Linked DNA regions of Salmo salar: region 1 is linked to region 2. The links are chromatin contacts, called in public Hi-C maps. All regions are on one chromosome and are shown on one strand. The core of a region is the stretch at or near the end of the contact, and the rest is flanking DNA. Distances in the headings are between cores, read along the strand shown. Region 1 holds the start of LOC106565918 (ERBB receptor feedback inhibitor 1). Region 2 has its middle 21 kb from the start of LOC106565959.

Region 1 (2,700 bases), core at 80-2,579, 39 kb before region 2:
CAGAGCCCTATATGGTGACATTTCGGGACATAACCTTACTATACACAGCGACATTAGGCACAGAAAAACATAGAGGTTCACACCCCACTTACGACATCCATGCAGCGGTTTCCCGAGCAACCATACCCGCTCTACCTGTGCTGCAAGCAAACAGTGCACACACTCCCTTGCTTTACAGGATTGATTGTTCGAGTTTACAAGTGGCTCACTCCATAATATAAGTTTTTTCCAATCTCAAGTAACTGATGAAATAAGGATCCATCACTTCTTGACTCTTGACATCGTCAGTAAGTCAGGGACCTCACGATACAATATTATCATGATACTTAGCTGACGATACGATAGGTATAGCGATTCTATAGGTTTCGTGATTCTGTATAAATGCTATTCCATACTGTGATTTTATTGCGATTCGATGTTCCAAACCTATTGCTCACTATATGTCTGCTGCACATGGACAAGAGAGAGCCATGAGAAAACGAGTTTTGATCCGTCACGGAAATAAATGCTGAAAACATATTGGCTCCAGATTTTAAAAGAAGATGGAGAACAGGCTAAAGAAAAAAACAGCAGTTTTGGTGCAGGTACAGCTGACTAGCGCAAAAATAACAGTAATATCGTTAAAAATAATATTGCGATATATATCGTCAAAAATAATATACCGATATGTAACTATCAACTTTTCACCCCAAATCAATACAGTTATATCGGTATTGTATTCACATTTACATGACATGGGTCCTACACTTAATTCTAGTATGTGACAGTGATTTGTCTCTATAACGAACCAAATAGCTGTCACATACTGGAATTAAAAGTGCAGGCCTAATTTTAGCTATACAGGGAGAACAAGTTGTTCCAACCTTGAATAGATTAACATATTGTATAGTAGTGTATTGTTTAGTATGAAAAGGCATAGCAGTATAATAAAGATATTATAACGGCAATGTATGATACAATGTCCCGGCTGAGATATAAGAGATTGCATCAATCACTGCTGCCGTCATCAACACACGCACACACACAAATAAATAAATAAATAAATACACATGTCACTGCAAACCATGATGTTTTAACAGCTCACCTGACAACCTCACAGTTTTCCCTCAGCTGTTACTTAGAAACGTTAAGAATCCTCTTTTGGCGACAGTTCTACTTCCCGTGTTTTGCTGTAGACGTTAGTATAGCCCAATTTACAAGCTTCAGTCTGCTATTGTACTGAGCAGAAATAAAGGACAACGCATTTGGTACAGTAACTATTATTTCTGTTCTGAGAGACTACTCAATAAATACTATTGTTGTGAGTGATGTTCTTTTAAGCTCCACCACGCTACAAGAATATACTCTGGCTCCGCCTTTCACTCAACTCTTAAAGACATAGCTTCCATTTAGCGGCCTGCACACACAACACCTGCACAGTCGACTATTGGTGAATATTTTATGCTTTCACTTTACATGAATAATGTATATGCATACCTAAAATTATTTATGCGGCTATATGTGTTTTGCAGGATTCACTAAGAATAACACATTTACAGATATTTTGTGTAATTAACAGTTGGTACACAATGGTTAAAATTGTGTGATTGCAATTCAGTTAAGAACAAATTCTTATTTTCAATGACGGCCTAGGAACAGTGGGTTAACTGCCTTGTTCAGGGGCAGATTTTCACCTTGTCAGCTCAGGGAGTCGATCTTGCAACCTTTCGGTTAACTAGTCCAACACTCTAACCACTAGGCTACCTGCCACCTCTTTACAGTACAGTAGGTTACAGTGGCCTTCAAACTCAACTCTGAACCTCAGAGTCAGTTCCAGTGCATTGTGTCATTGTTCCCCTCTAATCAGGGACTGAATTAGACCTGGGACGCCAGGGGGGTGCAATTAATGATCAGGTAGAACAGAAAACCAGCAGGCTCCAGACCTCATAGGGTAAGAGTTGAAAATCCCTGGGCTACACTATCGTCTGACATAACAAAAGTCAGTTGTATCTACAGTCCTTGAGTGTTGCACATTTTATTGTGTGTTGCAGTATTTTAGGTTTTACAGATTATGCTGGGAGTAAGTGTTTAGAGTGCTTATCAATACAAATAAATACAGCACAAATTGTGGCCTTTGCAGACCGTACTCTTACACTCTTGTATTAGTTGGACTGGAGAGAGGGGAATACATATTGTACGGTAAGGTGGCTAAATTGCATTTTGCATTACAGCATGAAGATAAAGATCATTTTTGTTAGCAACTCAGGTAGGGATTTAATGAGCTGTTCTGTGCTCATGGCTTTGTGTGACGCCACACTGGCTGATCCCTGGCAGTCCCTGGGCAGACAGAGGTTGTTTGAGGACCCAGACTGAATCTTAACCTGTCTGAACACAACTGCATAGCACAGAGAATACAACACACACATACACATACCTCTGTCAGTCTTATTCTGGATGTACCATTGACTCTATCAACACTCTGTTTGTAGCTGTGCTTTATCGTTTCCAGCTAGACTCAGTGGAACAAAGACAAAATGAATGTAAAACGCTCACACAGAAAGCTGAGCGGAGACAGAGAGAAGTAGAGAGGAGGCGTAGGTTTAGGTAATACGGATGTCTCCTGTGGAGATAAGGAGGTAGGCACAGGGTCGTTCCATGTCGATTTCAGCAAGCCATTACACCCACCATTTCAGATTGTTCTGAAATTGTTCCTGTAGTTAG
Region 2 (2,700 bases), core at 130-2,629:
GGGTCTTTTTAAAGCTTTAACATTTAATTTGCATTGGTATAAGTAAATGCAGTTTTATAAGTGAGTCATAACTCTAGGTCAGTGTCTGTCAAATGATTGGGATGTCAGAAGCTCCTCTTGGTGTATTATAAGCTAGCCTCTGCTGTGTGATAGCATGTTTTGTTGTGACAGTCCAGTGAGAGGTGTAGCTAATCCCTGGCTGAAAGACGATCTGCTCAGTCTGGACAGCAGCAGCCTGGCAGGGTGGGCAGGTGGCCAGTGGCCCCGTAGAGGGAGACACAGCAGGTCTCTCTGTCTGTCCATGGTGGGTGGTGGGACAGGCGTGGGACAGAGAAGACAGAGTGTTTTTCTTCTTGATAGAACAAAGCAAGTTATATCATAGCACTACCAACCACCTGCACCTAGAATACATGCCTTTAAAGGGCAACTCCACCACTTTTCAACTTAATTTTCATCATCTCCAGCAAAATACCAGTGTGAACATATGTGAAAATGGCATATTCCTACGTTTTGTAGAAAAAAATGATAAAGTAAAAAAGTTCTACCCAATGACATCAAAAGTTAAAACATAAAAAAAAAAAAAGATTTTCAACACTGAGATTTGAGGTGATGTGGGGAGCAACAAAATACCCTCCCTTGGGCTAGAAACTCATTGCAGATGTAAAAAAAATCACAGCTTTTTTAATCCTACCCTGTGATGTTACAGTGAAGCATTTTTTAGGACCTTTCTTCTAATCTTTTTAATCATAGATCATAGAAACGCGCTGTTTTTACACATGTAGACACTGGTTTGGTGCTGGAGATGATGAATATGAGGTTGAAAAGTGGCAGAATTGCCCTTTAAGACTGGCTGAGGCTCATAACCACGGGAAGTAGGGGTACTGAGGGTGCTGCAGCACCCCCTGAAAGATAAGAATAAAAAAATCTGAACACCAAAAAATATATGTGTGGGCCTGTATTAGCGGACCGATATAGCCGTCTGTAGCACGGGCAAAACATGTATATTTGCCCACCCGGATAAATAAAATCGCAGCACCCCCACCTCCAAACATCTTCACGTGGCTATGCTGAGGCTTTAACTATCTTTTGAGACACACAGTGAGGAGTGAGTTTGTGTTGTTATTATACTGTATACAGCAGTAACCAGGGGATTGGTTTGTTTACGGCAGAGAACTGAGGCCAGACTTGACTAGAACCCAAACAAGGCAGCGTCCCTGGGCTTCCTGGAGCTCCGTTCCCTGAAATTCCAAGACACTTGCCGGAAATCCGACATGAGGCAACAGGCAACCCCCCCCCACCCCAAAAGGTGGGTGTAGAGTGTGAATGAGTCCACAGAGTGAGCAAGGCTATGGCTGCCAGACGAACTGAGTCAGCGCCGCATTCCAGTGGAGTCAACCATCCACTTTACCCCCACCACACACACACACACACTCCCACACAGACTCTTGCACACCCCTCTCCAACACACAGTCACACATACACCCACATGTTAACCATATAAACATACACTCCATACCTACATACAGAGTCAAGTACTTTGCCTACGCACTAGTGATGGGAAAATAAAATAAAAAAATCGATACAGTTACATATCTGGATATTATTTTGGATGAAGTATAGATTTTACAATATCGCAATATTATTTTTGCGCTAGTTAGCTGTACCTGCACCAAAGCTCCAGTATTTTTCCTTTATAGCTTATTTTACATCTTCTTTTTAAATAGGGAGCCAATTTATTTTCATCACTTTTATTTCCATGACTGATTAAAACTTGTTTTCTAATGTCTCTCTCTTGTCCCTCTGCAGCAGACATATTGTGAGCAATGTTTGGAACATCGAGTCGCAATAAAATCACAGTATTGATTTTGTAGAATTGTGAGAATCGTGAAAATCGCAACACATATTGTATCGGCACAAAGGTATTGTGATAATATAGTATTGTGAAGTCCCTGGCAATTCCCAGGCCTACTACGCACGTCAACAATCAATGTTATTCTCACCATACACTCCACATTTACATCTGTAAAACACACAAACTAAAACCTGCTTGTAAATCAAATACAATATTGCACATTTTCTCCCTTTACAAGCACCAACAACCACATAAAGTAAAAGCAAGCTCTTTCACACAAGCATAACATCTCTTTGTATTTTAATACTCTCACACACACACAGACACGGGTCAATCTTCATATTTGTCTCATTGCTCATCATTGAAGGACCACAGTAATGTAGCCCTCACATAGGGCTGTGGTGGTTTAGCATCTCCTGGCTTCCACACATAGCCTACAAACAAACCTTTGGAACATCTACATTTTAAAAAGTCTAATAAATCCATGTAATATAGCCTACACCATCACAATAAATCACTTATTTATTTTAGACAGGTCTAAAGAAACATGATATGACGAAAATGTAGTCTATTTCAGAAGAACAGAATAGCATAGGCTATTCTGAGTTGTCCTTATAAACAATGCCATTTTTGGGAAAATTGGCAAAGGGTAAGGTCTACAAAACTTTGTCCACTCTGTTCGCAACAGATTTTCGTTTTGGGAACTGTATTGAGGTCAAATGTTTCATCGATGAGAACATTTTCAGAATGTCGGACAAAATCTATCTCGTTCCATCTTCTCCCACTGCCGGCCACTGAGCTTCCTTTCACTACCATATTTGGTAGTGAGTGGAAACGCCAAGCGGATG

The links. A called contact is a pair of places that touch in the nucleus more often than the background predicts.
Region 1: a Hi-C map of muscle shows a contact between it and region 2, with 2.5 times the contacts expected there. The contact joins the promoter of LOC106565918 here to the enhancer-like site in region 2. A contact is called at or near these places in 2 of 3 Hi-C or Micro-C datasets (gill and muscle).

What each region holds. Positions count from the first base shown.
Region 1 is chrssa12:70,370,861-70,373,560 of Ssal_v3.1, reverse strand. It overlaps LOC106565918 (ERBB receptor feedback inhibitor 1), which reads right to left and starts at 1,329. Exons shown (of 4, transcript XM_014133616.2): 1 at 1,085-1,329.
Region 2 is chrssa12:70,332,065-70,334,764 of Ssal_v3.1, reverse strand. No RefSeq gene overlaps it. Among protein-coding and RNA genes, the nearest start is that of LOC106565959, 21 kb to the right of the region's middle. Within about 2 kb of position 1,379, at least 3 of the 13 cell types and tissues checked have an H3K27ac peak or open chromatin away from gene starts, as enhancers often do. A contact at or near this core is called in muscle, where this site is marked.